3 separate regions of the Pan troglodytes genome follow, and all the other regions are linked to region 2. A link is a contact called in public HiChIP or PLAC-seq data. All regions are on one chromosome and are shown on one strand. Each heading gives the region's core, a stretch centred on a gene start, on an enhancer-like site or on the middle of the called end of the contact. The rest is flanking DNA. Distances are from core to core; before and after follow the strand shown. Region 1 holds the start of SEC23A (SEC23 homolog A, COPII coat complex component). Region 2 holds the start of FBXO33 (F-box protein 33). Region 3 holds the start of TRAPPC6B (trafficking protein particle complex subunit 6B).

Region 1 (2,992 bases), core at 79-2,578, 330 kb before region 2:
CTCTAAAATTCTGTAAGTCAATTAAAAATAGCTGGACTCTGGCCGGGCGCAGTGGCTCATGCCTGTGATCCCAGCACTTTGGGAGGCCGAGGCGGGCGGATCACCTGAGGTCAGGAGTTCGAGACCAGCCTGGCCAACATGGTGAAACCCCGTCTCTACTAAAGATACAAAAATTAGCCGGGCATAGTAGCTCGCCCCTGTAATCCCAGCTACTCGGGAGGCTGAAGCAGGAGAATCGCTTGAACCAGGGAGGCGGAGGTTGCAGTGAGCCGAGATCGCGCCACTGCACTCCAGCCTGGGCGACAGAGCAAGACTCCGTCTCAGAAAAAAAAAAAAAAATAGCTGGACTTCTGAAATGATGTTCATTCACTACCAGAGGAGAAAGAGAAGGAAAACTCAACATGCATTTATATTTAAATCTAAAACCTTTTTAAACCAAGTTAATTTGGCTAGTTATCCATGGCTTTGGACGGTAGAGGTTGAGGGAGTTCAAGTGAAAACGAGAATTCCACATCCCCACTTCAGTGATTGATGTAGATTTACTATGACCTTCCTCAGGCAGTACCTTTACCACCAAATCGGGAAACACTACCTACCGTAGAAAGAAAACCCAGTGAGATAGGGCTGGTCCTGCTGGAAAACGGAACTCTTTGTAATCAAAACCCAAGGCATTATCTTTACCAAGCTCTTTTCCCCTTTAACCCCTTTAACTTCCAAGGCTGAATTACGGGTGACGTAGTCAATTGGGTCAAAGTCTAGGACACTCCATATCTGGCAAGGAATGAAACAGTAAGTCCAAGGGCCCAGAGGCGATGATGGACTTGGGTGGAGGTGGGTGGCCCAGGAGGTGGGGGTGGGTGCTGGGCGAGATGCTCGAACCACCGTTTTCCACATCTTTCCACCTAATCCAGGGCAGCTGGAGGAGGCCGGGCCCCCGGCCCCGGCAGAGCGAAGTGGGTGAGAGGGTGGCAAGCTCAGCACTCAACGCTCCCCGCGCCGGACCGGGCCTCAGCCTCCAGCACACCTCGCTGGCCCCGGGGCACCGAGAGGGCAAAGCCGGGACCACCCCAGGATCCCAGTTCCCAGCCCGCCGCCGCCAGCCCGCCCCCGCTCCCCGCTGCGCACCTGCGGTCCCCCAAGAGCGGAGACGAGGCGGCCCTTACCTCACTGTCCCCCTGCAGGACCCGTCGCAGCCTCCGCTTTGCAAAATCTGTCCTCTCCGCCCAGCAGAAGCAGTCCGTGGCACCGCAATCAGGGGTGGCGCCACCCCGCCCCGGGCCTCAGCGAAGACCTCCGCCCGGCCAACATGGCTGGCGCCGCCTCTGCCACGTCAAGAGGAGGGGACGGGGCGTGAGGGCAGGAAGGGGGCAGGAAGGGGCGGGCGCAGAGTTACCAGGGCAGGCCACCGGACCCCTGAGCTTGCTTAATAACCGGAGGATTTGAGAAAGGCGCGCGGCGGGCGAAGGTACCAAGAGGGGAGGAGGGAGGAGAGGTAGCGGGGACCGAGCCAGAGGGGCGGAAGAACCCGGAAGACCCAGGCAGCCGGGCGGCCGAGGGGCGTGGGACCGGGCAGAGCGGGACCGGGAGAGAGCGCCTTTCCCAGCTCCCTAAAGCCACAGCGTATCCCACTCCCTGCAGGTCGCAGAAAGAGTGGAGAACTGGTGCCACTCGGACACCTTAGCTCACCGAGAGAAATGAAGACGGCCTCCAGGACATCTTAGGACCCTGGTTGATTCCGAGAATCACAAATCACATCTCTGAAAAAAGTGAAAAGTTCATTCTTTCACTTAGTGCAACAAATGTTTACTGAAACTTACTATGTGCCAGACACAATTGAGATGCTGGTAATATGATGCAGGCAAAGTAGGCCCAGATCCCTGGCCCGAAAGAATTCACGTACTATTTATGTATTTTAGTCAGCCTGTCTTTTCCTCCTACATTGCCTCTGCCACCTCAACTCTGTCTCCCCCCACCCCCAAAACACACACACACAGTACAATATTTGGCTGATTCATCTTGATATGTTCAACGTTTTTCTTTCCAAGAAAAACGTTGAACAAAATGAGAAAGCAACAGATTGGTAAGACATTAGAGCTTGGTGGTCTCAGACAACCCCTTCCTTCAGTGAGGGGAATGAAATTAAGTGCCCATGGAATTAATTGCATATATGACAACGCCTAAAAGCCTGCAAAGTTTAGCCATATCAACATTTTATGGAATGGAAAAGAAGATCAAGTCCCTGTCCTTGAAAGCTCATATTCATGAGAAATAAGACAGCAGCACCAGGCTGGGCGCGGTGGCTCACGCCTGTAATACCAACACTTTGGGAGGCGGAGGCAGGTGGATCACAAGGTAAGGAGTTCGAGACCAGCCTGGCCAACATAGTGAAACCCCGTCTCTACTAAAAATACAAAAATTAGCCGGGTGTGGTGGCACGCTCCTGTAGTCCCAGCTACTCGGGAGGATGAGGCAGAAGAATTGCTTGAACCCAGGAGGCGGAGGTTGCAGTGAGCCGAGACCACGCCATTGCACTCCAGTCTGGGTGACAGAGTGAGACTGTCTCAAAAAAAAAAAAAAAAAAAGCACCAAACATATTTCCCTTTCTATAATGTGTGTACTAAAGTTGTTTTGGAAGGTGGAAGAGGATGTTTGCTTGTCAAATTGTAATACAATCCTGAAGAGGGCAATGGGAATCGAAAGCCAAAAATTAGTGTAGGCTTCCAAATAAAGTAGGTTCAAGGTGCTATCTTAATGAAGATTCTTGACAGCACACAGCAGAGGTGTTGTTATAAAGGTGGAATAAGTACACCCACCAAAAGCGACAAGATCTAAGAATGAGTAGGGTAAAAAGATCTTAGTCCATTTAGGCTGCTAAAACAAATGCCCTCAACTGGGTAGCTCATAAACAACAGAAATTTATTTCTGACTGTCCTGGAGGCTGAGAAGTCCAGGATCAAGATGCCAGCAGATTTGGTGTCCGATGAGGACCTGC
Region 2 (2,976 bases), core at 241-2,740:
GGAGAAGTTGAGTGTGGTGGTGTATGGGGAGGGACTTTCAACCCTGAAGATCAACTTCTTCCCCAATCCCTTTAACAAACACTCCTCCTCCTCTTCGGGCCTTGTTCAGTTAGCCGAAACTATTTCTGGTAAGAAAATGGCTGTTACAAAATTTCTTTTAGGCAGCGTCCTATGAGTACCTACTCTTTCCCTCACCGTGAACTATTTCTAACAGATTCAGAGTCAGAAAATCGTGTTATGTGTATGTTTTGTTTCTTCCAAGGCTCACCCACAGGCCTCACCCTCCCAGTCTTAACGCTCCCATATATAAAATGAAAAGTGACAGCGCCTGTCAGCTCCATCCCACGGCCACCAAGAGGATGAATGAGTGCCTGGAAGGCGCCAGAAGTGGTGTCTGTTAAACACCCCGTCCACCACTGTTTATAAAGTATCGTGATGAGTCCCGTTATGCCTTTCCGCTCAAGGAAACCGCCTAGTTAGAACCAACACTCTCCGTCACTGAGGAAGGCAACACTGAAGTTGGCCGGGCACGTATTACGCACAGAATCTGTGTCGGGGTGCGGGGACGGAGCGACCCCCCGTTACCGGGCGGGGCGGGGCTCAGGGCAAGCCTACCTGTTGTTCCGGATGCTGACCAGCACGCAAAGCACCAGCTCCAAGTAGGTGCGCAGCACTTCCAGCCAACGAGCTGAGAGCTGCAGGGCCTCGACTTCCTCCCCTCCAGTCCCGGTGTCCGCGCCACCTCCGTCCCCTGGGCCACTGCCGCTCAGATAGTTCTCGGCGGCGAATTCAACACGCAGCTCTCGCACGAACCAGCCGCACTTGCGCATGAGGAATTCCAGCCGAGGCTGCTCCGCGGGCGAGACGCGGAGGCAGATGCGGAGCTGGGGCCACAGGGCCGGATAGAAGAGGCACTCACGCCAGTGCGAGCAGGAGGCCGAGGCCCGCAGCCGGTCGGGCGCCGGCAGAAAAGAGAAGATGTGCACGATCAGCTCGCTGGGCAGCGACGCAGCGCCCGCCGCCTGCCCGCACAGAGCCATCCGGCCCCGCCGCCGGCTGCCGGCTCCCGGCCGCCCCCGCAGTACCCGGAGCAGCCCCCGCAGCCGTCGCAGCTGCTGCAGCCGCAGCCGCAGCCGCCGCCACCGCGCCACCCGGGCGGCCCCGGCTCGGGTTCGAGCTCCCGGCGGTCGGGGCTGCGGCACTGACAAGAACAACAACATCAATGACAAGGAAGAAGGGGGCGGAACCGTCGTGGGTCTCGGCGGAACCAAGTAGAACACAAGTTGTGGAGAGGGGGAAAGGCCTCTGCGGGCGTGGCCTGCCGGGAGCCAGCCTCTGTCCTCTCAAACTCTACTCACGTGCGTCCGAGGCCGGCACACTGAGTAACTGCACTGCCCTCGCTCGTAAACTTCAGCGGCCCGGAAGCCTCAAGGCGTACTGTAAGGAAAAGGCAGCCCTCCCTGCGCCGGTCGGCAGAGACAGAGAAGTGGTAGGAGCTGAGTTTGACGTCGCCGCTGGTGGGAGGAGTCCGGCGCGCACCGGCGCGACTTCCGGAAGAGGGGAGCGCCCGATTGCCTGTAGGGACGGGAGACGCGGCACGTGATCTCTGACGCACGCAGGCCGCGGGGCGGGGCGGGGCGGGGCTGGGCGGGACTGGAACCGGCACTTGGCACCCCTTACGCCTTACGGTGGCCGCTGCGCCCAGTCACATCTGTAAGTCGGTTAATTTTGGCGCTCGGTCGATGGAGGTGGCGGTACTCTGGCTTAGTGCGAGAGGTCGTCACGCTTCTTTGTAAAACGTTTCTCAGTTTGGGCTGAGGACCCTGAGCCAAAGTGGCGGCATGCAGGGTCTTTCTCAGCCATCCCACCTGCCCAGAGTAGGGTTAAGAATTCCTGAGATTGCGCCGCTGAGAGGGAGCTGGCGGACGGGCGGGCTAACCCCGGCGGGCTGTGCCGGGAGGGGCGGTGTGGGGCGTGGCGGAGGCCGCGAATGGACCTGCCCCCTCGGTCCAACCACGCAGGTGGACTTCCGCGCACTCGCTGGTGTGTGGGGAAGCAGTGAGGACAGCGTCACCCTTTGGATTCAGAGGGAGAGAAAAAAATTGGCAAAGGGATCTGAGATCCGCAGGTTGTTACCAGCCTCTTCTCCAGGGCTTGAGGAAGGGTCTCTGTTCCCAGTGCTGAGATTTAAGGCTCTCGTTGAAAAGTTCACAGTAATGACAGAGCTTTGATTTTTTTTCTTTCTTCTTCTTCTTTTTTTGCCTGGTACCCCTAACTTAGATTTTCCAAATCATGTCCCTAACTTCACCACAGCCTACTGCAAAGTAAACTCTGGTTGCAAAGAGTGGTGAAGTCAGAAAAGATTAAGTGACTTTATGTAATAATCGAGGGTTGCTTTAGGGAGGCTGCCTCTTTATGTAATAATTGAGAGTTGCTTTAGGGAGGCTGTGATTTTGGAATAGCCTCGTTCTTTTGTGGTAAACACCAAGACTTTTTGGACTTTTTTTTTTTTTTTTTTTTTTGGTTTTAAGGAGCGGAGAGTTTAATAGGCAAGAAAGAAGCAAGAAGGCTGAAGGAAGAAGCTCCCCACTACAGAGACAGACGGAGGGGGCTCCCAAGACGAAAGAGGAGACCCCCATTCTAGATGTTCTTAACCCTTTGAGGGCAAAGCTCTCCGTTTAATGCCTTGCACATATCAGGTTGCCAACAACATGATGTGGTTTATCAATTGTGATAGGTTACTTATTCGAGCCCCTGTTTACAAGAGTTTTAGGTAATTATACCTTATTAATTTTAATGAACTCTTAGAGGGCGACCCCAGTCGTGGGTTCGGCAGGATGAAACACTACCCATTTACCAGTTTACAGACATTTAGGTCGTTTCGAGTTATGAATAATGCTGTGAACATTCATGTGCAAGTCTTTGTGTGGACGTATGTTTTAATTTGTCTTGGGTAGATACCTAGGAATGAAAGTG
Region 3 (2,999 bases), core at 407-2,906, 260 kb before region 2:
TACAGAATTCCACTTTCTAACTTTCAAATCTGTTATCTCCTTTTCTCACTATCCCTGTCTTAATTCAGATCTTCATCTCCTCCTGCAGTGACTCCCGTAATAAAGGATTTTCCCCCTACAAGAATCTTCCCTCTCTAGCCCAAACACTGGATTACTTTTCTAAAATGCAAATGGTCCACATCATTCCCTTCCTTAAAAATATTCCCTCGAAAAGATCCGAATTCTTTAATTACACAAAGCTTTCTAACTTCACCTCTCAATTCTTCTCACTCTCTATTCAGTCTAGTCCAAAGAAATGCTTAAGTGTATTTAAATCCACCACTCTTTCATACCTCTACCACTTTATCTTTGCCTAGGATACATTTCCTATCCCCACTCTCCACTCATTTTTTATCAATAGCATTAAAGAAAGGGCTCCTGACTTGAGCATGAGTTTGGAGTATTTCTAAAATCCGTTACAACTCCATGATTCTACCAGCCAATACTCAGTGTTAACTATTCATTAAATCACTATTCCCTAAATACTGTGAGGCAGGAGTATTATTTTATTTATCTAGCAGTGTCAGCAGTGACAGGCCCACAATGATTGAATAAGGACTCCCACATATTAGAAGTAAGCGCTACATACTATCACATTTCGGATTAAATCAGATTTAAAAAAATAATCTCTACAAGGATGGGGCCATTGTTTCATTCACTACTATATCCCTGGCACCTAGAAATCGCTCTGACATAAGGGCACTAAATAAATACTTTCTGAAATAATTAATTTAAATTATGTTCCCTAATTATCCTAACGCCTGCAAACTTTCCCTTGCAAACTCAACCTTCATTAGGCTTCAGGTCTCAAGTTGTGTGGAGTTCTACTGAGCATTAGGAATGAGGAAGGAGGGACAGGCTTCTCAGGTTGGCACAGGTCTGTCCAGTGCATGGCTCAAGTGCTGGAAGTGCCAGCAAAACTAAGTAGGCTCTGCAGTTAACCCTCTCGTAAATAATGGCAGGGACAACACTAAAAGTACCAAAATCTGTGGCGTGGAAGACAAACGTACGGGAATAGACAAAAAGGAATCAAATAGAAGAAGATACGAAAGAGAAAACGATGAAAGATGACGGTTCAAAGGAGACAACTGACAGGTTCTAGGGTTTAGGACTCCTGGAGGTGGACCATTTTGTGTACACCTCGGGAGGCGTCGGGTGGCGATGGGACAGGGGTTGAAGGAAAGCACTGAGGGGAAACAAGGTGTGTCACCGCAAAAGGACCTCAAGGGCGTGTGGCAGCACTCACCACCTCCCCCTGCTCCGCGGACTTGTACACTCCAGACACCATCTCGTTATGGAGAAGCAAAAACAACGCCTCATCCGCCATTTCCTGCTAATTCTTCCAAGCTTCGAGTTTTGGCTCCCGTTTGAGCTGGTCTGGGGGTTCCAGCTCGCGCCTCAGCGACTTCGCCGGCGCCGCGGCTCCGTCAGGCCGCCATTCTGTCCCTGTGGCTAAGAGACCGAGGTATTCACACGACTTCCCAAAGGCTGGTACTGAAATGAGTCTGGTACTGGAGAGAGCCCACACTTCGGGGCTACCAAATCCTAGGGCCGAACGAAAGTCTGACGGGAGCTCTAACCAAAGCCAACCAGCTGAGATGCGATCCGGCAGCTGGGCGGGGGCGAAAAAAACAACTTCCGGTCCCCTCTACCCCGGCATTCGGCCAGCTCTATGATCACTGAGTTCCTCTCTCCCAAGCCCGGAGAGGCCAGCGCCCAGATATGAGGAAGGTTCCCCTCTCACCACGATGTCGGGGGCAGAGCAAGATAAAATAAGACCTAAAGCTCCCGCCTGGCCCGGGCGCGGTGGCTCACGCTTGTAATCCCAGCACTTTGGGTGGCGGAGGCCGGTGGATCACATGAGGTCAGAAGTTCGGACCAGCCTGAGAAACCCCGTCTCTACTATAAGTACAAAATTAGCGGGGCCTGGTGGTGCATGCCTGTAATCCCAGCTACTCGGGAGTCTGAGGCAGGAGAATCGCTTGAACTCGGGAGGCGGAGGTTGCGGTGAGCTGAGATCGCGCCACTGCACTCCAGCCTGGGCAACAAGAGTGAAACTCCGTCTCAAAAAAAAAAAAAAAAAAAAAGAGCTCCCGCGGCCACCTCCTTGTTAATTAGCAATAGAAGTTAAAAAAATTCTTTTGGCTTCATCAAAAGCATCCACTTCCTGCCATATGTTCTTCAAATATGAAAAGTTGTAGAAAGAGTTTAAAATATACGTTTTCACAGTGCAAATTTTTTAAATACTGAAAAGTTATCCCAATTCCTATTGAATTAAGCCCGGGTATACAAAAAGAATTAGAGCCATTTTGACCACCAGGAATTTTCTTGTTAGTGGGGTGCAAGGGACAAGGGAAGTGGAGCAAACGAAAAACAAGATACACTTGAACCGGTAAATACAGACTAATCAGAGGATTAGGTGAAAAGTGCTATAGAATTCAGAAAAGCGATGTCACTGCAGGATGGAGTTGCTAATAATCTACAGCAGTGTGAGACAACTGTAGGAATTGTCCCATTGCATGTGCAAATAAATACACATGCTACATCATAGTATGTACGTCTTAAATTTGGCAAATTCAACCGTAAGCATGTTGCTTAGCCTGTGATTAGTTCTTCCATTGGTAATTCACAAAACAAAATTTTTCCCCAATTGTCCCTGTTGTTTTCCCCCAAATTAACATACCGCAAGGTGGCTCATGCCTGTAAAATCCAGCACTTTGGGAGGCCGAGGCACGGGGGGTGGGGGGGATCACGAGGTCATGAGTTTTGAGAGCAGCCTGGCCAACATGGTGAAAACCCGTCTCCACTAAAAATACAAAAATTAGCCGGGCGTGGGGCCTGTAAACCCAGCTACTCGGAGGGCTGAGGCAGGAGAATCACTTGAACCTGGGAGGCAGAGGTTGCAGCGAGCAGAAATTGTGCCACTGCACTCCAGCCTGGGCGACAGAGCAAGACTTCGT

The links. HiChIP or PLAC-seq counts read pairs in DNA pulled down with a chosen protein or histone mark.
Region 1: a contact with region 2 is called in an H3K4me3 HiChIP or PLAC-seq map of stem cell-derived excitatory neurons, with 4 times the contacts expected there. The contact joins the promoter of SEC23A here to the promoter of FBXO33 in region 2. A contact is called at or near these places in 1 of 7 Hi-C or Micro-C datasets (stem cell-derived neural progenitor cells) and 1 of 1 datasets of contacts at active chromatin or transcription factors (stem cell-derived excitatory neurons).
Region 3: an H3K4me3 HiChIP or PLAC-seq map of stem cell-derived excitatory neurons shows a contact between it and region 2, with 5 times the contacts expected there. The contact joins the promoter of TRAPPC6B here to the promoter of FBXO33 in region 2. A contact is called at or near these places in 1 of 7 Hi-C or Micro-C datasets (stem cell-derived neural progenitor cells) and 1 of 1 datasets of contacts at active chromatin or transcription factors (stem cell-derived excitatory neurons).

Annotation. Positions count from the first base shown.
Region 1 is chr15:37,343,206-37,346,197 of NHGRI_mPanTro3-v2.0_pri, forward strand. It overlaps SEC23A (SEC23 homolog A, COPII coat complex component), which reads right to left and starts at 1,329. Exons shown (of 20, transcript XM_001145529.8): 1 at 1,164-1,329.
Region 2 is chr15:37,673,081-37,676,056 of NHGRI_mPanTro3-v2.0_pri, forward strand. It overlaps FBXO33 (F-box protein 33), which reads right to left and starts at 1,491. Exons shown (of 4, transcript XM_001149215.7): 1 at 616-1,491. The coding sequence starts at 1,220. It overlaps LOC134808287 (a long non-coding RNA gene), which reads left to right and starts at 1,631. Exons shown (of 2, transcript XR_010150914.1): 1 at 1,631-1,713.
Region 3 is chr15:37,410,164-37,413,162 of NHGRI_mPanTro3-v2.0_pri, forward strand. TRAPPC6B (trafficking protein particle complex subunit 6B) reads right to left here and starts at 1,657. Exons shown (of 5, transcript XM_063792864.1): 1 at 1,286-1,657. The coding sequence starts at 1,366.